Regions from separate parts of the Mus musculus genome. Here regions 2, 3 and 4 are each linked to region 1. Evidence: chromatin contacts called from public Hi-C and promoter capture Hi-C data. All regions are on one chromosome and are shown on one strand. Each heading gives the region's core, a stretch centred on a gene start, on an enhancer-like site or on the middle of the called end of the contact. The rest is flanking DNA. Distances are from core to core; before and after follow the strand shown. Region 1 holds the start of Khdrbs3 (KH domain containing, RNA binding, signal transduction associated 3). Region 2 has its middle 24 kb from the start of Gm25987. Region 3 overlaps Khdrbs3 (KH domain containing, RNA binding, signal transduction associated 3). Region 4 has its middle 41 kb from the start of Gm49415.

Region 1 (6,178 bases), core at 1,261-3,760:
AAACTTTACCAAAAATCACCCAAATGCTGACTTCAGACCTGATAGTTTGATAGTTTTTTTTTTAAAGCCCTTGTAATGTTGGAGTTACGTAACCGACCATAATTAATATTTCAAATGACAGAGCACCGTGTTCTGGGTATCAGGCTCCATCTCAAGTGATGCAAAAGCTCACAGTAACAGAAGCACTCTGGCAGCAGAGCATCCTTCGCCGTTAAGAAATGTACTTCTTACAAGAATTACAGTCCGGATGAAAAGCAAGGCAACCGAGTTCAAAGCCAAACAAGCCAAAAAAAAACAAAAAAACAAAAAAACAAAAACCACCTCCCACAGTGTCTGGTTCAAGGAATGGAGCCACTACTAACGCCAGCAGACACAGGAACCGATGGAACTGTGAGCATCTGAACAGCACACGGTACGACAACACGACACAGGAAAACAACCCAGACTTTTAAAAGAACTCCTTACCCTTTGAAACCAGTCTCAAACTTGGGAGTCCGACCCAAGTTTGACTTGGTCTCTTCACCCGGAAAAAACGTACTTGGTTCTGACCATTTCTAATCCGCTGATCTCACACGTTGTACAAAGAAATTTCTTACAGAGATGAGAGCCCAGCAAGAAGCCAAAGCTAGACATAAAGATCGGGAGTGGGTAGTACAAACCTAACTGCAGGGACCTAACTACAAGACTGCTCAGAAGGACCGGGCAGCAAAACTTAAAATTCCTTTCCACTAATTTAAGACTGAACAACGCCCATGACTTTTTTCACAAGCTCCGGTATATTAAAGAAATCAAAATAAGCATGCCACTAACCATTAACGGGAGAGGCTGGCAAGCATATTTCTGTTCAAAGAAGCTTCACTTCTTGGAGAAAGTAATTCTCTCCACACCACCCCCACAGGAGGACAACAGCCTAATCCTGACAACTGTCTACAATAGGCAAGTAACAGAGGTCGTGGTTCTAAAACATAGGTGTCTACACACAAATAGAATATGTCTGCCTCATCTTTCTCTCCCAACAATAAGAGTCAGGACCAGCGCTGTGAACAGCATACCCCCAATAGGATCCACTAGACAAAGTGATTCATAAAAATGGTTACAGATCTGACCAGATAATGTTTCTGTCATATCCCTTAAAAAGAAGTATGGAAAAGGAGAGGGGTGAAAAAAAAAAAAAAAAAGAACCAGAGGTTCCCAGACCATCTTCCTCTGAAACATGAACCATGCTGGACCCGGGTGTCGCAGATAGATCCGGTAAAGGCAGGCTTCATTTACCTTCCATCCCAACAGATGATTCAGGAAGCCAGAGGAGAAGTAAACCTGAAGAATACTGTCCTGGGTAGGCGTGCCTCCATAAACCCCAGTGTCCCTGTCCTTGGCACTTCCCGGTTCCTTTTACCACCCGCGCTGGTTGGAGGAGTGTGAAAAATGGCACAGGCGGGTGGATCGTTTGGCAATGTGTTCAACCCTAAGCCTGACACCAATGAGGGTCACCCGACCAGCTTGTCTCAAGAAGAGAAAAGAGCGAGCAAGAACTGGCTCTCTGGCGGGCCTCCTCTACCAAACTGAGACCTTCAAGGGCCGCCTGCCTGCCAGGCTGGCATGAGTGCCCGCCCCCAGGAACAGCAAACTGCCCAGCCGGCGGCCGCCTAGGCACACACAGAAAAACCGTGGGAGAGAAGCTGGGCTCCTCCCTCGGGGCCGCTGGAGTCCTCCCCTCTATCGTGCTTGGAGGATCTGACCCTAAACCTCTTCCAAGGTCCCCAAACTTCACTAACAAACCAAGCACCTGTTCCCTTCACCTCCTGCGCAGCAGATTCGCCCAAGCCCATCCTTATCCCTGATGCGCTTTCTTGCAGCTCCTTAGATACCCCAAACACCCCAGGTCCCAGGGCGTCCCACTCTCTTTCTCTCTGGTGGACTCATCCAGGACCAGTCCAGACACAGGCTCCTACACGCTCTCTGTCCTCCTCCCAGAAGTTTCCCCTGGGTCCACCAGGGTCCCCAAGGAAGAGACTCCAGTCCCTTGCTGATGTCGGGCCTCCTCCCTCCTCTCCGGAGCCGGCTACGCGGGTGCCGTTAACGGCCGCCGAGCTCACCTCGGTTCACCAAGCGCAGGGCGTGCGTGAAGGAGGGGTCCAGAGAGTCCTTCTCCGCCATCAGCTCCGGCAGGTACTTCTCCTCCATGCTCGCCGGCCGCCGGGCCCGCTTCTCCGCCCCGCGGCGCGCGCGCGCCAGCCGCCCCGCAGCCCGAGCCGCCCGCCCCCGGCGGCGCGGACCCCGCCAGGCGCCTCGGCGGCTAAGCCGGGCGGGCGGCCGGGCGGCGGCGGCGGCTCGGGGCGGGCGGCGGCCGCTCAGCCCGGCCCCGTGGAGCCCCAGATCACCGCGCTGCGGGCCGCGGGCTGCAAGGCGGCGGGATGAGCGAAGAGAGCGGGCTGGAAAGCCGAGGAGCGCTGGCCAGTCTTGCTCGCCGGCTGCGACGATGCCTTGCTCTGCCACGACCCGCCCCGCGCGCCACCCCGCGCGCTCTGAGCCGCCGCGCAGTGCCCCGCGCCCTCCCCGCCCCGCCCGCCGCGCCTGCGCGCTATGCTGACCGCCCGGCGCGCGCCGCCTCGTGGGGGCACTGGGACTGCGCGGGCCCGCAGCGGGGACATTGTAGGGGCGCTTCCGGTCCCTAGATCAGGGGTCTCCATCCAGGGCTCCCCGATGAGCGTCTGTAAGCTGTCCAGCATTGCCTTGTATGTGCAGTCTGGGAAACTGAGGCTCATGGGTCAAGTGGCGCGTCCAAGGTCACCCGTCCTAGCCAGAAGGGACAAGGGCAGAGCCTTTGGAGCCCAGGTTCATACTGCCAGGCTCTGGGAACAGGCAGTGCGACCAGACTCCTGGTTTGCCAAAGCACCACGAACTTGCCCAACTTAGGTCGCTTTGCTGTCCGCTGCTATTTGTACGAAAATACCGCCGGGCAGGACTTAAAACGCCAGCCTCCTGAGACCCTTGGCGCAGAAGTCGGTTACATAAAAGCGCCTGCCCTTCAGACTGTCTTTGTCTTCCGAGACTTGCTCCGTGTTGCCCTTCTCCTTATATGGTGGTGTCTGGACGTGGATGAATGAGTCTCTCTAAACTGTCTCCAGTAGGGAACCTACCACACCACGCATGGTGGTGATGTCTTCTGTCGCCCTCCGACAGGCAACCAGACCCCAGCAAATGCTCTCCTAGGCTCCTTTTAGATCCTCTGAGGTGTGTGGAATAAATGTCTCACACTAGACCAAGGACTCCTGAGTCCCTGTTCAGAGGATATCATAACCCCAACCTCGATAACCAGAGTCCCTTGACAGTGCTCAAGACTTCCCTAGAAAAACCTTAATTGCTTCGTTTTTTTCCTCTCCCTGTACTCTAAAGCCCTTCACAGAACTACAACTCCGCTTTCACTAGCCTAGGGCTATCTTGGGGAACAGCAAATTTTGTCTGAGGGAGAGGTCTCTAACACCTGTTGTCAGGGACGGATGTGGAGAGAGCGCCAGAACAGTGTGCTGAAGGAATCCCCCAAGCACCTGATCCCTTTTCCAGCCTTGTGTGGACTTGGTTGCAGGTTAGGTACTACTGTAGCGTCCCCGACAACAACCTCCCCCTTGTCTCTCTTTAGTCAGAACTGGCAAGTGGCAGTAAAATACAGTGGTTAACTAGTTCTGACCTTTTAGCAAACTTAGGTCATTTGTGCCTCAGTCTCTTCATCTATCCTATGGAGATGAGAAAAGATTATTTCTTAGGAACCTCATAAGGATGTACTATTTCACAATCACCAGGCACAAAATGAAAGCCAGACTGTTCTGTGGCAGTCTCCCTCGCATGGCTGCTTTCTGAGGCAGAAGCTTCGAAAGGCAGCAGGCAACACCATCTGTGTGCTCCTTGATGCTGAAGACAGAGCACAACCCCAGCAGAGCAAGCTCATAAGGGTAGATCCTGCTTCTGACCCTGAGCCCCATGCCGGTCTGGCCATGCAGTGTGGCCCAAGTCTGAGCCTCACATCTGGCCCCCCAAGAACTATGTTATGTCAGCAGTCCCTGACATAACATAGTTCTTGGGGGGCCAGATGTGAGGCAGTTGGGGAGTTCTTAAGGGAAGGTTTTTCTCCCTTTACATCTAAATAGAAGCACATGCCTCTTGCTCTAGTCTCCCTAGACTTGAATTCCAGGGATCCTCTGACAAACACTACTGAGGAGAAGAGGCAGGCAGAGTGCCTGGTGAAACAGCGCTCCCTGCCCCGTGTCTTCCATTTTCTGCCTCGGTAGTAGTCTAAACTTTCACTGATGAGTATCTTTATTAAGCAGTTACTAATTATCTTTATTAAGCATTTACTAATTATCTTTATTATGAGCATTTACTAAGTGCCAAGCTGCTCTGGCAGCTTTATACATCGTCCTCTTGATACCTGCAGGAAAGATTCAGTTTATCACCATTTACTCATCAAGAAATCTCCAAGGCTGAGGAATTTTATACTTTGCCAACTGTGCCACCACTGGCAAGCTGAGATTCCAGGCCCTCCTAGTCTGAACCCTTCCCACACCTAACCCTTTCCCGGGTAGTGATCTGAGCCTGATTAGATCTCTGTCCCTCCTCCAGTGGTGCTTTTGGCAGAGATGTCCCGCCAGCAGCTGGGGAGGAGGACTGTGTACCATGAGGCCTACAACAGAGATGCTAACGCGCCTGCTCTGGACCCTCCTCCTCACAGAACTCTCCAAGTGGGCAGGTGCCCAGCCCTGTGAGTGCTCATGCTGGGTCCTCTAGGGGAGAAGACTGATGTTCCTGTAAGAGGCTCAGAAAATCGTCCCCACCCACCAGTCTGGCTGGACCATAAGATCCAGGGCAGGGCACCACCTCCATGTTTTGCTGGCTACTCTGCTGTTCTTCATGAAGTTACCATCCCATGGGTGATGGGTCTTGGAGAAAGTAATAGCTCCCCTGCAGACATCAGCCGGCAGTGATATAAATTCAAGCCTTTGGGATTCTAGGCCAGAGATCTCTCTAGAATACCCTGCTCTGGCCAAGCACTTCCTGTGGACTGAGACTGCTCTGGATTTAGAAGCAAAAGATGTCTTCTCCAATGGCACCTCTGGACAAGGGCACAAGGGCACTGTTGGCTTTACACAAGGCTTTACATCTCCTGTCCACACTCCATGGAGTCCCTCAGCTGGCATAAGGGAACATAACTACCTTTCCAAGTCATTGTCTTGACTCTCAGTCCCAGAGATGCAAGGAGTATCTCCCAAGCCACTGTTACCCATCATTCCAGGCTACCAGAAGGAGCACAGCCAAGTCTCTGCAACCCCAGAGGGATAGTTGTCATTTTATAATCTCCGCCGACTTCCAGGCCTTCTTTCCCAGGGAGAGACAGACCCTTGGCCTCTGACATCAGCTCCAGTGAATCACACACACTGCTGCTGTGCCTGACACCATCAGGGCATGCTCCAATCACAGCCAGTGTCTGTGAGCTAGTTTTCTTCTATATAAGGATTGCTACCCACATTACAAACTTCCCTTTGAATGTGTAAGAGATATGAGCCCTATGTTACATTCTCATGAGTGGAAAAGTTCAAATCTCATTCTGGCCCCCATATCCCTTACTTACTAGCTACCAATCTTTCCCCAGCAAGCATTATCTCTGAGCACCGGGAAAGGGTCAGTTAAGATTTATACCTCACTAACCTCCACATAGACACAGCATTAATGCTTTCTGACTCCTCCTTCTCTCTACACCAGTGTTATTTATGCTCTTGTTCATGCTCACCACACTGAGTCTTTGTCTTCTGTGTCCTTGGAGCCTTCTCAGCTCCTTAGCCCAGCGTCTGGTTGAGCAGTCAGGTCAATGCAAGCAGTCATGTATTCAGGGATCACTCCTTAAAAATAAATTCTCTAACATCACTGTTACTCCAATCTTCGAGACAGTGGCTTTGTTATGTAAGGGGGACACCAAAAGATGGCATAGCCTCACCTAGAAATCCATCATGAGCATGTTACAGCAAAAGACACCAAGAAGATCCACTCTGGGCTCTGACTCCAGTTTTTGCCATAGAAAACAGGTTACACAAGCTTAGACTGTGTGGCTGGAAGGGTAGAAAGCAACCCTGGAAGGAAAGGAGACACTTTGGAAGGCAGGAGTCACAATGTTCAGAGCACATCCACA
Region 2 (6,178 bases), core at 2,121-4,620, 230 kb after region 1:
CTCCAGTCCATACATCTACAACACAAACCCTATACCTAAGGCTTTGGGAACACTGTGGAAGAATAACTGGAAGACTCAAAGAACACTCTTACTGGCTGCAAAATGGTCTTCTAGACAAAAGCATGGTGCACAAGTGGATCTCAACAGTATGAATACTTTCACAAGAATTTCATAATGATATCAGTGTATATACCAACATGGGTGAGGGAACTTTCACAAGGCTCTACCCCTGCATAATGAGCTATAGGCAGCCAATGTCTGCAGAGGAAGAGAGAATCCAAGAACAAGCTGGCAGGTTATGCAATCTCAAGGGATAAACCCCAAATATACACATGACTGGATATATAAGTGTATGTGTATGTGTATGTGTATATGTATATATATATGTATACACACACACACACACACACACACACACACACACATAATATTCCCATTGACTCCAGTTTGTGTGTATGTACATATAACCATTTCTAGAACCAAGAAAAAAAAACTCTAATACTCTGGCAGAAAACAAAAACCTTGGGCTTCTGTGTTCTTTTGCTCTGTTGCTAATCTTTTCACTAGTGGGCATGAGAAGTTATACCCATAGAGCCTATGGAGATGTTAAAATACATCAGTACTTATTTAGGCCAACATTTCTAATGTATAAAGTCTCTAGATCCACTTATATGGTCTCTTTCTTTTGCATCTAAGCTATCATTGGAGTGATTGAGGTTAACCAGCTGACTATTAGATGAGCTGTTACATTGACTGTGATGGATAATACTGATTGTTACCTTGATGGATTGAGAAACACATAGAAGATTAGTGAATCTCACCTCTAGGTGTGTCTCTGAGGGTGTTTCCATTAGAGCATAAGGACTGGTATAATAAATGATTTAATCCACTGATAGATTCAGACCTTGAATAGATTATTGAGGGGTGGTGGAACTGTGGAAGGGAGAGCCCAGGCAGAGGGAGCAGGTTCCTGATGCATGCTTTATAGAAATCTATCTTGGCCCTGAGCTCTTTCTACTTCGTCTCTCTCTCTCTGTTTCCTGCCTGCTATGAGATAAGCATTCCTCACCATCACATACTTTTGTTATCACATTCTGCCTTGTGTTTGTCCCAAAGCAACGTCTCCATCTGACGTTAGACTGAGTCTTCTGAAGCCATGTCTGAAATAAATCTTTCCTTTTGTCAGTTGCCTTTCCCAAGTGTTTGGCCATAGTCACAGCCCCTGACTGATATAAGGTGTGTCACCTAAGATGGATAGTAGGATGGTTATTATTAAATGTCAGCTTAGATGGATCTAGAATCACCTAGGAGAGACCTCTGGGCATGCATGTGAGGGATGATCTAGATTAACTTAGGTTCCAGGATGTCTGGAGGATTGTCTAGATTAAGTGAATTGAAGTGAGAAGGCCTACCTTGACCCATGCATATGCTTGGATGCTTGACTGCTATACTGGAAGAAGCCTATGCATACCAGCATTAATTTCTTGCTGCTTCCTGCCTGTGCATGCAATGTGATGTAATGTGACACAATGACTCAAGCTCCTGCCACCATTACTTCCCTCCTGTGACATACTTACCGTATACCTCGAACTGTGAGCTTTCTTATCCTCAGTTCTCAGGCCTTCGGATACTACTTGTTGATTATACGCACATATACGTGTTTAAAACACCTCCACACATGTGCACATACAGTATTACAAACACAAACATACAGTATACAGTCACAAATATCCACCTCTTGTTTTCAGTTCCAAGCCTTGGCCCTTCTTGTCCCTCTTACACGGACTCTCTTTCTGTCACTTTCTATAAGAGAATTCCTCATCATCATGCTCTAAGGCCTCTCTCATGAGCCACCTTGCCAGGAAGCTTGCCTTGATAATTTCCCTGCCGTGTCTTCTGCAGGAGTGGGGAGTCGAAATCTTTGAACAGCAGTTTTATGACACAGGTGCTCTGAGGTCACCTCAAATGATGGGAAAAGTGCAGATGACTGATATAGAAATATGAGTCAGCCTTACATTAGAGACAATCTGCCCTTCAACAGCTCCCTATACCCTGTAGGAAGAAACCAAGCCTTTAGCTTGAAGACTCTTTTAACATTCCAAGACTACTGTAACAAGGTGCCATGAACTACATGGCTTAAGAGAACAGAAGTACATTCTGATACCATTGTGGAGGCTGGGAGTGAGAAATGGAGGTGTTGGTAGAAATGTTGCTCCTCTAAATCCCGCAGGGGCAGCACTATCATATACGCTTGTCCTTTGATTTCTAGGCATTGCCTGCAACTCTTGCTATTTATTCCTTATAACTCTGTCATTCTGACCCCCTGCCTCTGTCTTCATGTAGCATTCTCTTGCCGGTTGTTTTTTCCCATAGTGACATTTGTCACTGATTTTAAGACCAAATCTAACCCAATACGATTAAGCACTTATATTCACCAAGACCCCAGTTCTAGATAATATCACAATCTGGGCTGCTGGGTGAGCATGAAATTCTATTGAACACTCATCTACCCAGTATGGAAATGGAGGATATAAGGATCCTGTGTGCTCCCTGTTCTATGTGTGCTGCATGTCCATCAGTGTCTTGGCTTTCCAGGATGGATACATTGGCTGACTTGAAAAATCCATGTGTCTTATACTGTGGTGTCTTGAGGGTCAAATCAATTTGGGTTTTATTTCTCATTGCTGTTTTTTCATTTTTTACTATTCAAAGTGTAACATAGGGTCAGATCCATGACTAGTGCCCAACAAATGCATGCAGAATTTGATTTTTGCAAGAATGGATAGAATCCACACTTGAGGATCAAGCTCCCATCCTGCGACTTTCCCACTGGGGTAGATGTGGGTACTATGTTCTCTCTGTAACTCATGTGCCCCGTGGCCATATGGTAGCTATTTGTCTGCTCTGACCATGATTTCCCATATAAATAAGGGACCTAGGCTGGAGTACCAGCCTCCATTTTCTGATTTCTATTATCTTAAAAATCACATGGGCTACACTCAGGTAGAACGAAGGTTATTAAGAGGTATGCATCAAAGGCTATTTAGGGCAGTTTCCCTGAAGTGCATCAAACAACTTCAATTCACCACCATGAACATTTTCTCCTTTAAACAGATGTGCCTGCTGCTCCTGCGAGAAGCCTTTCCCCAGTCTGCCTGGCAGGCAGTCAGCGTGGTGTGGAAATTCCTCTGGTGAAGATTGCCAGGGATGCCAGAGAGCAACAATAAACACAGTCTTTTCACTCAGACCCTTCATTTAGATCTGCTTTCTCTTTGAATCTCAATCAGCTGCAGAGGGCTTTGGGTACCTCGCTGAGGAGGTGTTTGGCAAATCATGAAAGGGCAAGGGCTCCCCAGAGAGGATATTTTCCCTCATATCAGAACCTTTCAAAACAGCAGGAGGAGTGAGCAATGGTGAGCAGGCTTCCAATCAGCTCCTCTCCCACAGAGAGGAAGAGGGGACAGAATTCTCACCTTCAGGCTCTGTGAATTTTCACTTTGGAGAATGCCTGCTTCTTTCTGAAAGACGGCAGGACTTAGAAATCATACTTCTCTGGAAACCTTCCATCACCACACCCAACATCCCTGGCAGGGTGCCCCTTCTTCTCTGTTGCCACAGTCCCTTCAGCTTGTTTTCTTGACAGTATTTCTATACTAAGCTATTTGCCCCTAGGCTTCAACACCCTTCCCTTTACACATGTGAGGTATATAGTTTCTCTTTGTCCTTCTGGGTCATTTTCTATGCGTTGCTGTCTTGATGTCTCCTGAAGAGGTCTTAGGACTATGTTGGACAAGAAGGTAGTTCATTGGGCAGGTGATCTCAGGAAGTATATATGAGGAACAGGAGATGTGAGTAGTGAGCTGGAAGAAGGCAGCAAGAACGTGTACTGAGATCTGGACCCATGCAAGCCTCTGCAAGTGAGATGCAGAGACACAGCGTGTATCTTTGATATACACTCTTGGGTTTGGCAGTTGACTTTGGGCCATTAAATATTCTGCATGTTGTCCTACATAATAGGCAGATGAGTAGCCTAGATGTGGTGAGAAAATGTCCTGTGGCCAAGAAGCAGATGGAGAAAGCTCCTTTACAATGCAGGTATACTAATGAAGTGGGTTGAGGAAGTTCAGGGTAAGGGTGTCTATAACATACTTCTCATCCAGTTATCTCCCTGGTATGTTTCCCTCTGTGGACTGTATTAAGGACTGCTCCTAGTTTTCCTGGCTAGTTTTCCCTGGGCTCCATCAACAAGAACATGCAGAGGACAACAGAAGATGTTTCAAAAAGTGACACTGGGTAATTCATCTCCCTGGTTTGGTCTCTGCAGTGGCACTGCCATGTGTCCCTGCATCAGAGTCATTTTACCTGCACTGTCTTTTTCACACTGCTTTCTTTCTCTGGAAACTGGTATCTTCTCCCTCAGACCTTCTGACTTAAGAAATGTAATACCTCCTGTCTTTCCCCAGCTCCAGGCTACTGTATCCTTCCTGGGTTTCCCTGTAAGTAGGTGTATTTATAAGTAAGGTTTTTATTTCCCCGAAACATCCATCTGTTTTGGTCACTTTTTATATGGCTATGACAAGAAGCAAGTTATGGAAGAAAGATTCTGTTTTCCTCATGATTTGTGGGGATACAGTTCCTTGTGGTCTCGAAGACATACTGTCAGGGGTGACTTGTCTCTACTGGGAGCTTCCTTTGCCTATGCAGAGCAAGGAGCAGGGAAAAGATACTGATGCTAGTTGCCTTTCCCCAGGCCAAAGGGTGATGCTACCCACTTTCAGGGCAGGTCTTACCCTCTCAGTTAATCCTCTTTGTAAACACCCCCACAGAAGCATTCAAAGCCTTGCTTCACGAATGCCCTATAGGAGTTATGATCCAATCACCTTCACAATAAAAATCCATTATCATGTACAGTGCGTGTCCTGTTCTCCATCCCAGAACTGGAGCCTTGTCTTAATCACCTGATCTGGCATGGTTCATCCCTCTCATTATCTCTGGTTTACCCAACAGAGGAAGAGCTATATCCAGGGAGTTTCTTTGTTGGCTTTAGATCTTAATCCTTGGGTACATCACACTAGAAAAACTTCGTGGCTAAATTTTAGGGTTCTTTCTTCACATCCCTTCATCCCATAAAAGGTTTCTTAAAGCCATTTTTCATTGACAGCCCACTGTGGAGTCATAGCCTAGAATGTAGAGTTGACATCATTTCTCCCAGCATCCCACAGTGTGCTCAGAATGTCTTTTTCTTGTATAGCTCTGTTTCCAATGCTGTTTCCATCTAGCTGGCTCTGGCACCAATTTAATGGGGGAACTGTAAACCTACAAGCTCTTCTCTTTCGATTACTTTTATTAATTCTTTTGAGAAAACATTCTTTTCATACAAGGTAGCCTGATCACATTCATCCTCCCAGACCCACCCACACCTCTCTGCCAACTCTCCTTTTTTTAAATTCTAGAGAGTGGTTCTTTTAAAGTTTAAAGTGCTATAAGTTAGTATTTCCTCGTGTGTTCTAGCTAACAGTCAGATTCTTTTTTAAAAAGAAGAAGAAGAGCTTATGTTCCCATGCAAAAGCTTAGGAAGATGGGCTGCTGTTCACCGTGACTGGATAGCTTACTCATCAGAGTGCTCCACCTCAAGGCCTCTGTAAAATACTGCTTGTATTTCACTCAACAAAATATTCTCCAACTTTATCCACTTTAAAACAAACAAACAAACAAACTTTATCCACTTGAAAAAAAAAGTTAAAGACAGTATCAACAGAGAAAGAGAGGCACACAATGTTTTCAGAGAGCTCAGGTCAAAGATAACACAGTGGAGAGTGTCAAAGTCACCAGGTCCACTCCTCTTCCGACTGTGTGTCCTGCTCCATCATGTGGGCCTTTACTCAAGGCAGCTTGAGCGACATGGTCTGAGCCATGTCTGAGGGGAACTTTCAGTGCTGTGTTTCTTTGGCCTTAAAGGAGACCTGCACAGGGGCTACAGAACCTGAAGTGAGACAACACAGAATGAAAGGAGCCAGAGCAGTCATTGCCAAACCACATCTGTCAGCACGTGATGTGATACAGAAAAATGTGTCTATGGTGTGCAGCTAAGGCTGTTTGCTACTTAGCAGAAGAGCCACGTGTGGTGTAGGTACCTCTTCATTTTGTTTGTTGTTTGTTTGTTTGTTTTGTTTTTTAA
Region 3 (6,178 bases), core at 1,253-3,752, 140 kb before region 1:
AAGTGGGAAATGTAAGACATTATATCTCTAGCCAAGGCTTGCTCATTGTTTAGTGTGCCCTGAAACCCCAGATAATCTGGAGCCCAGAAGATCACTAAGCTTGGTTGAATTCTCTGGTTGGCTGGTTGGCTGATTTGGAGGCATTTGGACTGCAACAATGCAAAGTATACTAATTTCTCACCCAAATGGGTGTTTCCAGCCTTTCCCTATAGCCCTTTTTGTTGAAAATTGTGGTTTCTGGATTTTATCTTTTAGAATCTCATTATCCCGAATTTTAAACTTTCAGGACTGTGATGTGGGGAGATTTTGACCCAAATAGGTATTGATATGTGGGATTAAGGTGTTCAGGACTGTGTGTTTAATATCATGACTGACACTAACAATCAAATCGTATATGTTGTCCTGCTCCAGTTCCTTAGCTTTTGGGGGGTGGGGTGGGGTGGGGTTGGGTGGAGCACTGCATGCTCTTCAGTTAAGTCTTGTGTAGCTTTGATACATGCCCATCCTTGCTGCTGGCATTTTCTTACTATCTGACACTAGAATTGTTTTGGATTCTTCTTGTCTTCTTCCCATTACCTTATTGCTTTCTTTTACAAAAACTTGATGAATCTTATTTTAATACACAGACTATTATGTGTTGATGGAAATTCTATCTCAACTTGGGAATAATATAGTTGTTTGTTTTGTTTTGTTTGTGAATGTAGAGGCAATCTGTTATCCTCTGCCACCCGACTAACTTCAAAGGTTTAAATGTGTATTAGTCTAAGGGTTTGATAGTATCATTCAATATCTTTTAAATTTTATATTTGCTATTTTCTTTTATAGCCTTACTTATTAAGTATATAAAGGTTGGCGACTAACAACCTCTTGATTATTATATTTCCTTTTCTTACAAATTTAATTGATGGCTGAATGTTTTATGAGAAAGAACTGGAAAGTTAGAAACAGCTACAGCTGCAAAGGGCACTCCTTGGTCTGTGTGTTGATTGTATTTCTGTTTGGTTTCTACAGGAGAATATGACAAACAAAGCAGCTAACATGCAATATCTGTTTGTAGCCACTTCTTTGACCTTCATAGTCAGCACTGTTGATTCACTGTTGTCTTTCTTCCATAGCTACACATTCTCTCTTTTCTGCTGGGTGATTATGATAAACCCCCAGATATTTGCTCAACTCAATTCTTTACATTAATATATAAACACAGTCCCACTTGCAGTGTGAAGTGACATACCTGCCAATTTGGGGGACTAGAGCCTGCACACCTTAGACAGCTAGTAATCTACTAAACACAGTTGCTGCCACAGATGATATGTTGGTTGTCCAAACAACACTCTTCTATTACCTCCAAAGTTAATTTAATTTAAAATTTAATTATGGGTTTACGTATGTGTCTGTATGTGGTTAGGTCCCTTTGGAAATCATAACAGGGCATTGGATCCCTTGAAAGTGAATTTATAAGCAGTTATGAGGTACCCAATATGGGTGCTGGGGACAGAACTTGTACTCACAAACTTGGTTTCTTCAAGAGCAGAACCTGAAGCCATTTCTCTAGCCCCATAGCCTTTGGTTAGCTTTATATAAGTCTTTTTGAGACACAGTCTCAGTATGGATGGACGGGGACTTTCTGTGGAGACCTGGTTGGCCTAGAACTCATCTGCCTCTGCCACCTGACTAACTTCAAAGGTTTAAATGTGTAAGCTATTTCAATTTTATTGCTATTAAGTTTAGGTAGAAAATTAATGTAACACAGTCTTGAAAAGTTCTTATACCAAATTGCTTAGAAATATCTCAAAAAAAAAAAAAAGTAACACTTTCTATTGAGAAGATTTTGGAATCCTGAGTTCAAACAAGAGAACCATAGCACTTCGGACGGCAGAATCGATGCAGCCCTGCATTCCTGGTCTTTTGCACAGACAACTCTTCTCACACAGACTCCTGTTCTCACAGATGCCCTTCATGCAGACAAGCTCTGGAATTGCTTTCAAATCTTCAATCAATCTTCTTGACAATATCGAAACATGCCTAACTCACTTATAATTGTCACCATCAGAACGTAGGCGTTCGGGGAGAGTATTATGCATTTTGCTCATCAACTCCTCCTGAGCATCCTGGACAATTTTAGGCATAGTAAGAATTGTGGAAATCTGATGAACAAATGAAAAGATGATGCTAGAGACATGGCAGAAATTAATTTCTTTGGAGGAACAAATATTTACCTAGCAACTATCTGCTAGATTGTGCCAAGTTCTTTCAATATGTGCACAACCCCATTTGTACAGTGCTTACTAGTCAGCAGGAGGGGCCTTCAACCATAGCTGTTTGTGGAAAGGTTCTGTAAAATTAAAGAAAAACAAAAACAAACCTACAGATAACTAACCTACACACCAAGACCTGATTGGAAGATAAGAAAGAGCTGTGTGCTCAGACACAAGCTCTGTAATTGCTACACAGGCTTCTGTGTGAGCAGGTGGAGCGCACAGAGTGTTCACACTTTCCATGACATTTCTTCCTGTTCCCAATAAAGAAAACTGTACCAGCAGACACAGACTTAGATGTCATCCATTCAACAAACCTCCTGCCAAATTATGTTTTGAGTATGTACATGTGTCTCTCAGCAATTCTTCCTGAAGCTACACTGCTTTTACACAGGAACTATCCCAACAGATAGCTGCTGTTCTAATCACACAGCACAGGTTACACAGCCCAACCAGGCACAGTGAGTAAACAGTAGGTTAGCGATTAAAATCCAGGCAGACATACTAGCCAAGATAGGAAAAACACTCAATAAAGTCTTGATTCAGCCTTACCTGAGACACTTTTATCTCTACTACTTGGTTTAAGCTTATATGCATAATTTTTTCTTCTATGTGTAAAACATTCTTATCAGATCATAGAACATAGTTACAAACAATACAACTTATGTCTCTAAACTCGACAATACTTAAGAGCATCAGCAATACTTCTTGTTGATCTTTTCAGAAGACTGCAAGTGGAGCGAGTGACTCTATCTTAACTTCAACAATCAACATGAATTCAGGTTCCTGAGGTGCAGCAGTGCTTCTAAATGACAGATTATGAAAGACAAGGGAGTCTTGGTGATTAATCCTGTGGTTTCTGATGTCCATTAGTTCCTGGTCTTCTATAGAATACCAAATAAAAACATCAGGACAGGAAATAAGTAGCACAAAATAGAGACCATTACTGCTTTTATATGTATACCACACACCAAGTAATACCGGGAAAGTGTATGGAGGATGACCAGGGAGGCAGTCTGAGCAGCTCGCCAGTAAGCACAGGCAAACACATACACGTGTCAGAAGGAAGATAAGATATAATTATATATATAATAGGATATTATATATATATATAAATATATAAAATAATATTATATATGTATATAATTAAACATATTTAAGCACAAAAGTGCCATATTGCCCTGTTTTACACTACACAGATTAATTATAAATTCTCTGCTGAGCCCCACACTACTATATGAGGTTGGTGCTGGCAGTAGTTTTTCCCATTTTGTAGATAAGGATGTAGAGATTCAAGAAAGGAACACAAATGGCTGCTTGGCAGTGGGGTGTGTGATTCCTATGTATACACACTTCTGCTTCACTACTCGTTCTATCCTACCTGACCTTCTCTACTGCTGAGAACGTATACCGTGGTACACTAACAAAAGAAGATGCCAAAAAATAAAACTATAGCCCACTTCCTTAAACATTAATTAATTAATGGCAGTAACTGGGATAGAACAATAGCTACAAGCTATGTGGTGAGCTATTAAATGTAAAATATTTCCTATCAAGTATTTAATGTGTGACCCTTCCACCTACATCCCCAGTCCAACATGTCCCAAAGAAACTTCACCCCAGATTGCATTACTCACTGAAGGTAAGTATAGCACACTGTCTTAATAGAGCAAGTGGGAAACTAGATCCGGCATCAAATCCTCTTTACCTGGATGCTCTCAGAAATCCTGCCCCCATCTTTCTCATAGAGCTCCTACTGGGGAGTGATCACTGTGGCACTGAAAATCCAGGCACAGCTACAAACACCACTCTCTTAACAGGAAAATCCCTTCCCAATGAATTATAGACGCAGTGCATCAAACACTGTTTAATCAATGAGGTTTCAATACATTGTGAAGAATTCAGACACTGACTGATTTTTCTAACTCATTAAGCACTGACCACAGGCTTAATGGCAGATGTAAGAATGCTAACAATCTAATCCATGACAGTTTTCAGCCATGTCTTAGGGGACCACAAAGGCAATGCATCATCCATTCAGACTGCTTATTTCTTGTATCAAGAGGAAAGGCTGTCAAAGGATATGTATGGAAAAAGGTCCCTACGGTCTAAACACCCTGTTTGCTCCCCTCCTAGGAAATGGTGAGGGGCCCCCAGCAGTGTGTGCTGTCTACTGCAGGAGGCTACAGTGACTCACTGGGGCACTGCCTCCCACACTGCATGCACTACTTCATTAAACAGCCACAATAAGTTCTACTGAAGCACTTTTATGAGAAGACTCAATGAATTTCTGTTCCTGGCCAGATTCACATAGCATAGGGGAGTAGAGGAGCTAGAATTAAATCTAGGCTTACTCTAATTCACAGGCACTGTTTTCTTTACCAAGCCTTCATGTTCAGTTGAAAGAGTCAAAAATTACTTCAAAGGTTAACACTTTCTTTCAGTCCTAAAGTGATTACACGGATCCATGGGTGACTCTTGAGGGGCTCATGCCACAGCCTGTCCTGAGAATGCATGATGTCCTTTTTCAGTCCCTCCCTCTCACCCTTCCTCCCTCCTCTTTAAAAAATCCTGCTACATGGCACCCCCTGCTTTAACCAAGTAAACATAAACTTTGCTTTAAAAAAGATCATATGTATATGTAAAACTTATTAGGAAAACTTTACAAATCAATATAAGCACCTTTTAAGGCCGTATGAAATACAGAAAGCAGACAGGGAAAGATCTGGTAAGCAGACCTTTAAATTGTACAGTGAAGGTTTAAAGTTGGGGTTAGAAACCAACACATGCTCTGCTCAGCCGGCCCAGCACACAGTCCACGGTGGTAAGGAACTCCTTCCCAGTATGCTTACCCAGCGTAGCATCTGTCAGTGCTCTGAATGGCTGATCATAAGTACTACTGCAATCTTTCTCAGCACTATTAAGCAGATGGCAGCGCTAAATCCAAATGATGTCGTACATCTCCCTGGTGGACTCTGTTTTCATACTCTGCCGTTATTCTACAAGGCCTCGGTGATAAATCTCATGTATTCTCAAGAACATTAAACAGGGAACTGACAGTGGCAATTGATTTATTACCACTAGGCTGCCTTTGCCCCTAGTGAGTTTCCATACACTTATGGAAGAAATGCGTAACGATTCCACCTGTGAGCACAGTTCATGTAGTCTGCCCATTTACTGTAACACTCCCTCTCCACACACATCTCATATTTAAAGCACTGGAAAGCAGAACTGGGCTGGGATCTTGAACTGAACAGAGATGCAGGATGGGTGTTCCCAGCATCTCCTTCTCTCTAAGATGTAGGACAGACAGGCAAATGGGATGACAAGCATGACAGCACCTGACGTGATAACCAGCACTTGGCAGGAGAGTCACATGTTTGATCGGCTCCAACTTCATTAGTAACTGTGGGGAGAAAATCCTTTGCTTTGTTTCATTTAAAGAACTTTGTGATAGGGCCCCAGACTCTATTGGATCATTTTCAATGCAATGACAGTGTCCTGTTTGCTAAGCAATGCCATGGAGGAGGTCCCTGACACTGGCTCTGGGGCTCCATGTTTGCTGCTCCATCACCATGGAGCTGGATCCCTCACAGCTCAGTCACTTGGGCTTCACTGACAAGATGATGCCACAATCATCGGGAAGGAAGCTCATCAGGATTCTGCCTTGCCAGTGACAAGGGGCCCCATCCTCATCTCTGCTTCCTGTCCACCTTGCCAGCACCTCTCCACTTTAGGGTTCCTTGCCTATCACCCCTAAAGTCACAGATGAGGGGTCTCTGCTCATTCCCACCTGATATTCTGATATCTTGTCAAAATGACAACCAGTTCAGACAGATCCACTGTACCTGTTAGGAATCTCTCACCTGTGTCCCTATCCTCTTTGCTGTGCTCACAATGGAGCCCAGGTGCCTCCTGCAATG
Region 4 (6,178 bases), core at 2,202-4,701, 130 kb after region 1:
ATGATAAAGTATAGTGGGGAGCTTAGACCAGAAAATAAAAAGATGTTTCCCAAAAGAGAAGCAACATTTTATGTGTTTAGAAACTCATTCAGGACAAGTCACCGACAACACTGTGGTGGGATAAACCATGAGACCCCTTTCCTTTCAGCCTGTATATTTTGAAGCTTTCTGACTTTGTCCCCTAAGAAATGAAGCTATTTTCGGATAGGAATGACGTACCAAAAGATATCTTACCACACACATGAACTCTATGAGGCTCAGAGAAGAAAGCTTTCAGCAGCAGGGGTAGATAATAAGCAGCACCAGAGTAAGAAGCATTGGTATATGTGCACAAGAGCATCTATACACAGGAACTGCATTCAGGCTAAGCTATGTAATCAGATTCAGACTCTGGCCTTAATAAGCCCTGGTACTTAAATGTAGTTACAGGGTAGACTCTGACAGGAGAGACTGCCCGCATGACCAAGGTCTATCTTTCAGCACAAAGGAAAGCTCCCAATGGACCACAGAATGTGGTTCTATTACAGTAATGGAGAGTGTTTAGGAGGCAACAAAGAAGACAGTAACTCTCTTCAGTGATTGATGGGGAGGGAGAGATATTTTCTTTAGTAGTGTAGCCATGGTAATGTACGTGTGCTTCTTTTTTAAAATTATTAGATGTTTTCTTTATTTACATTTACCTGTGCTTTTTACATGAACATGGATACGGATTGTTTCCAGGATAGCATGTTAGCCTATGTCCAATCCAATTTGAAATTCTGATCTTTTAAAAAAATATCCTCTTGTTTCTCAATGTTGCTATTTCCTTCCAATAGTTTAATATATATATATATATATACTCTTTAATCACATTCATATACTTGTAAAAAATACATACCATTTTGAATACATGAATTTTAAAAATATAAATAATATTGTCCTGAAATCCATGTTCTCTTTTTATTTTACTCTTTTTCTATTCCAGTTTTCAGCAACCATACTATTTTAAGCTTATTAAGTTCAATGCCTTTTCCCATTGCATATAATTTAAAAGTGTGTAAGTACTGTATTATATGAATCCATTTCCTTAGTAATAGGCATTTGGTTTGGCTTCAGCTTCCCATTAGCACAAAATTGCTGATCGGTCATGTGGAAAAGGCATGTTGAATTTTGATAAATATTTCAATAGTTTTAAATCATGATTAAATTTTAAAAACAAAAATCTGTTTCTTTCTACCAGCAACAACCAAACCTCAAATTCAATATATGCATGAAATGGGGAAGGCTTATGGGTTGAGTCCAGTGGGAAATCCTGTTTAGTGGGGGAACCTTAACTCATCTATTGTTATAACCCTCATCTTCACAGCTGATACCTTTTGCTGAACTTGGCTGTAGAACTAATCTCTGGAGGAATATCCAGTTCCAACCAGTCCTCTTCTGAGGAGAGCTGTTCTTCTCCATTTATGACAGACATTGTGTGTTCCATTGCCTCAGAGCTTCAAATACTGGAAAAGCTAAGCAAGTCCTTACTCCTTTATCCTATAAACATTTATTCAATAACTAGCACATGTCAGACACTTCTCCAGTGCTGGGGATGCCAGATGAATAGGCACGGTACTTCCTGGTATAATCTGACATATGTGTAAACAAAAAGCTACAAGAGTAGACATGTTGACAGACAGAGTGGTACACGATGAATCACAAAAGAGGCATCAGTTAGGAAGGGAAGTACAAGCACCCTTTTCTCCCCATGAGATTCAGACCTTTTGGGAGAGCACATCTATGTTTTTCTTGTCCATCATTGTACCTGATACAGATGTTGATACACAGTATAGTATATGTTATCCCTAATGGATACATGAAATGAACTCTTGAAGACAATGATGTATTTACACATCAGGAGGCCATTTCAACCTAAAAAATGGGAATCTGAGGGGGGTGGGGCTTCCAGATTTCCTGAGGTTTAAAGCTGGGAAGACTGCAAAGGAACATAACATGTGCTATTTTAAGGTGGGCAGATTTTAACCTTTGGACAATAGTGCCTATGAAAACAAAATTTAACCCAGGAAGGGAAATGATCAAATCTGCATTTTAGAAGTAAGCATGGAGAAGGAATGATGTGTCTATAGGAGGAAACGCAACAAAATGATGTAGGAAGACAACTTATGGTGTCTTGTAATTGTGGCATCATCAAAAAAAAGTTAGAAACGGTGTGAATCATTGGCTAGACTTTGAGTGTAAGTAGCCAGGGGTCTCTTGGTTCTTGAACACAGTAGAAGGTGTCTACTTGTGACTGTGAACAGAACAATGGGGCAAAGATAAAGCTTGTCTTCTCATGGAAGTTCTTACCTAGTCCAGCTTTGTCACTAAATAGCAGATGTCAACGAAGGCCTGTGACAGAAACACCAGGAGCTTAAGTCCAATGACCAGATATCCAGTGGAGGTTCTCTATAAGTCATCTTCCAGTAGGAGGCAGGAGATGGGGACACTGTCCTGAAGGAGTGAGAGAAAGGGAAGTGAGGCTCTGTCTCCATTTTCACAGTAACAAACAGCACATTTCATTCAGAAGTTAATGAGTCCACCACGCCAAGAGCATGTGTTTACAAAAGAGCTAGCAAAATCTGGAGCTTTGCGACTTCACAGGGCGGGTCCTAAGGATCTTCCTTAAAAGCAGGCAAAGGCACTTGGGCTCTGTTCTAGAGGCAGGAGCTGCCATGGGATGAAGAGAGAAGTCATGTGACCAGATTTGCTTCCTGTGAAAAGATACTTTTGTTACTGTATTCATAGGAGCTGATAATCAATTTTCCATGGAGAAAAGGAGATGAAAATTAAACATGAGGACTGTTTTGAGCAGAAGTAACTGGAGGATGGCTCCAGTGTCCTCCTTTAAAGAGGCATAGAGAAGATGTCAAAGTCTATTGAGCCATGTCCCCCTTCCTTTTTTCCTCCTCCTTCCTTCCCTGCCTCCCTCCCTCCCTCCCTCCCTCCCTCCCTCCCTCCCTCCCTCCCCTCTCTCTCTCTTTCTCTCTCTGTGTCATGAGAGAGAGAGAGAGAGAGAGAGAGAGTGTGTGTGTGTGTGTGTGTGTGTGTAATGAGTGTCACAATATCTAGTTGAAGTAATTTTGAATGTAAGATGGCCTGAATCAGGAACTGTGAGCTCTTGGGATAATGTCATAGCTGGACCAATGAAAATGGATAGAACCAGCTAATCTAAATGAACCAATAATTTAGGAAAGATGGGCTGGTTTTACCGCTAAGCCCAGAGAGGATTCTAGTCTTCTTGGCCTTGAGCTTGCTCTCAGTTGCATGTTCTGGTCCTTTCTTATGGAGAATGGTAATTTTCCTTTCCTAAATATTGGTGCCAATATGGGGGAAGGAAGAGATGTGTGAACAGAGGATGTAACTTGGTGGGAAATTTGTATTTTTTCACAATGTTCTAGGAGACGAGATAGAGAGATTACATCATTTTCTAAGACATAACAGTAATTCCTGCCAGATCCAAGCCTGTAAGCAAGCCCAGATGCTCCAGTGGAGTACTGTCCAGATCAGTGCTTTCTGCCATGCCCCCTTCCATTGATTTAGGGTTGATGGTGGGAAATGCAGGGGGAAATGGTTCAAAGGATACTCATAGGTAAATAGCATGACTAAGGTTCTGGGAAGAAAGTGCTAGAGAAAGTTTGCATCTTGGCTCTACTTCTTGCTTTTTTAGTATGACTCAGTTTTGATGAGAAATAAAGCGTTTTGGCTGATCCTCAAGAACAGAGCCTGTTGTTGATATGGATTAGGGACTACATGCTCTTCTTTGCTCCAAAGCCCCGCTGTCCTCTCTTCCAGCATCCTTATGTGCTGCTCAGGAAGGAACAGCAAACCCAGCATGGGTGTGTCCGCTCTGTCCTGTGTCTGCAACAGCAGAGCCACCTGCAGGGGGCCAGATCTGCCAGCCTGTCACCAGGAAGAGAAAACCTCTTCACAAAGAGTGAATGTGTACGTCTTTCTACTCAGAAGTTCTTGCTTCATTAACTGAGCTTTTGGGGGGTTTATGATGAATGTGGCCACACCTGAAGTCAGAGGTGTGGTTTCTTATTCTCCAAATTGTGTCACAGTTGAATATCTGCTCACAACAGCATACAGAGGCCAGAATCAAGAAGAAATTTCACGTTGTAACTTTCATGCTTAGATTTTGAAAATTCTGTTACCCCCCCCCTCACAAATTCCATTGCAACAGGCATCAGATGTGGCTTGGCATCAAGGTTTTATGACTCTTCAAACCCTGGTTAAAAAGGTGTTTCTCAAACTTTAATTTGCACTGGAGTCAGCTGGGCAGCATATAAAAATAATGCTTCCAATTTGGTGGGCCTAGGGCTAGCCTGGGATTATTAATTTTTACAAGCTTCTGTATGATGCTGATGTGGCTGATCTGAAGACATGCCAAGCAGTGAGACTCTAGACTACTGCCAAATCTTTGCCTGCTCAGAGAATGAGTTCAAGTCTCAGTTACAAAGCCCCTTGGTCCTCAAAGACCTTATTGACATCTTACAGCATTCTCCTGACCTCTACAAAAAGGTCCCTACCCTTTTCCTGCCACTCTCAGGCTCTTGAAGTCTCTATGTGTTTCCTCTTTCTTTGGAAGCCCTTGTGGTGTGCACAGAATAATTTGGGGAAGAAAGGAGTCTGGCTTAGCTGTTCCACTTCTGCTTTATATTTCTTCATTGTTATTATGGATATTTTACTGTACCTGTCTTTCTTCAATAGAGTATAAACTCCAAAAGAAAAGGCTTTAAATAAGTGTGTGTGTGTGTGTGTGTGTGTGTGTGTGTGTGTGTGTGAATGTGTGTGTATAGTAACTTGGTATACAACAGATGATTAAATATTTGTTGAATGAATATAAGAACAAGTGTTAGATAAGGCACTACACTCATATGTGGCAATGTCCAATCACAGATGGCAAGGTACTTGTCATTCATTGGGATGGACAGATGGGCAGTGGGATGGAAGGAGGAATTCAATTGGAAGACAGAGTACAACAGAAATAGGAGACAAATTAGAATGAAACATTCTAGGCAACTCAGTAGAGTCAATACTAGCTACCTCTTAACAGAGTATGATAGAAGCTCACTGCTGTCCCATTCATTTAGCGTATCCTCTTTTCTATTATCAGACCTTTTCTCCTCCTTTCTCCTTCTCCTCTCTATACTTCCCATTCATCATCCTTTTCCTGTCATTGTCACCAGTACCACCACCATAACCCTCATCACCACTGCCACCACCACTACCACCACCATCATCATCACCATCACTACCACCATCATCATCTGAAGTGCTGGAGTTCACACCCAGGGCCTCATAAGTACTAGATAAGTGCTCCATCACTGCCAGCATTCATTGGCAGTTCTTCATTGAAATTGATGGAGCTTTCTAGAGACCATCACTGCCTTGTCTGTGGACACCAGCTACAGACTACCTGAATATTTGGCACTATTGACCATATCTAACTATCCATTGTAATGGTATTATTTAATTACACTGAGCATTAGCTACTTAGGAAATGAATTTGTGAACGTCCCTTTAATTTTAGTCATTTTTTTTCCAATCTTGAAGTTGCCAACAACTGTTTTGAACTGTTTCCTCTAGAAAGAACAAGCAGTTTGGCTCAGCATTATCTGATTCAAGCACTGTGATTAATCTTCTATCAGTTTGCGGATATGTGCAGATATCTGAGAGCTACAAATTATCCAAAAAATATCTCAGTTTGTTCTCTCAGTCAAGTAGAAAATTACAAGAACAAAGCCTTATAAATTGTTTTGACCTTTGATCTATGATGTCTGGGGAGATTTTCCATATGTCTAATGTCTATGTTATATACATATATACATACATACATACATACATACATACATGCACACACATAATATATATATTATACATATACATTCCTTGCTACTAGGAGTATTCGGAGATGCCATAGTAGCTGTGAAGGGCATCCAACCAACCACCTGAGTTATTCCTGTTGATTTCTACCACAAACAGTGAATTTCCTGGACAGTGGGTGAAAATAGGGTTATCGTAGGCAGATAGTGAACTCATGTACTAGCACAACATTCACAAATATGTGAATCTCAAGTGTCCTAGGAAAAGTGAGAGCCAGACTCAGAGATATTAATTTTCACTGATGTTTTATTATTCCGCAGTTGTGAATGCA

The links. Promoter capture Hi-C pulls out the DNA fragments that hold promoters and counts their contacts. A called contact is a pair of places that touch in the nucleus more often than the background predicts.
Region 2: a contact with region 1 is called in a Hi-C map of cerebral cortex, with 4 times the contacts expected there. The contact joins the enhancer-like site here to the promoter of Khdrbs3 in region 1. A contact is called at or near these places in 1 of 39 promoter capture datasets (the HPC-7 cell line), 2 of 484 Hi-C or Micro-C datasets (cerebral cortex and cortical neurons) and 2 of 115 datasets of contacts at active chromatin or transcription factors (neural progenitor cells and neural tube).
Region 3: a promoter capture Hi-C map of liver shows a contact between it and region 1. The contact joins the enhancer-like site here to the promoter of Khdrbs3 in region 1. A contact is called at or near these places in 1 of 39 promoter capture datasets (liver), 3 of 484 Hi-C or Micro-C datasets (muscle stem cells, nephron progenitors and uterus), 2 of 115 datasets of contacts at active chromatin or transcription factors (both in embryonic stem cells) and 2 of 9 other capture datasets (adipose tissue and pancreatic islet).
Region 4: a contact with region 1 is called in a Hi-C map of cerebral cortex, with 5 times the contacts expected there. The contact joins the enhancer-like site here to the promoter of Khdrbs3 in region 1. A contact is called at or near these places in 1 of 39 promoter capture datasets (hippocampal neurons), 9 of 484 Hi-C or Micro-C datasets (cerebral cortex, cortical neurons, hippocampal excitatory neurons and 1 more), 1 of 115 datasets of contacts at active chromatin or transcription factors (neural progenitor cells) and 1 of 9 other capture datasets (adipose tissue).

The regions. Positions count from the first base shown.
Region 1 is chr15:68,924,752-68,930,929 of GRCm38.p6, reverse strand. It overlaps Khdrbs3 (KH domain containing, RNA binding, signal transduction associated 3), which reads right to left and starts at 2,510. Exons shown (of 9, transcript NM_010158.2): 1 at 2,097-2,510. The coding sequence starts at 2,184.
Region 2 is chr15:68,692,448-68,698,625 of GRCm38.p6, reverse strand. No RefSeq gene overlaps it. Among named protein-coding and RNA genes, the nearest start is that of Gm25987, 24 kb to the right of the region's middle. Within about 2 kb of position 3,370, at least 6 of the 459 cell types and tissues checked have an H3K27ac peak or open chromatin away from gene starts, as enhancers often do. A contact at or near this core is called in cerebral cortex and cortical neurons, where this site is marked.
Region 3 is chr15:69,063,670-69,069,847 of GRCm38.p6, reverse strand. The region is part of intron 7 of Khdrbs3 (KH domain containing, RNA binding, signal transduction associated 3); the gene reads right to left. Among named protein-coding and RNA genes, the nearest start is that of Gm31550, 49 kb to the right of the region's middle. Within about 2 kb of position 2,502, at least 5 of the 459 cell types and tissues checked have an H3K27ac peak or open chromatin away from gene starts, as enhancers often do. A contact at or near this core is called in liver and pancreatic islet, where this site is marked.
Region 4 is chr15:68,793,019-68,799,196 of GRCm38.p6, reverse strand. No RefSeq gene overlaps it. Among named protein-coding and RNA genes, the nearest start is that of Gm49415, 41 kb to the right of the region's middle. Within about 2 kb of position 3,451, at least 12 of the 459 cell types and tissues checked have an H3K27ac peak or open chromatin away from gene starts, as enhancers often do. A contact at or near this core is called in adipose tissue, cerebral cortex, hippocampal neurons and 1 more, where this site is marked.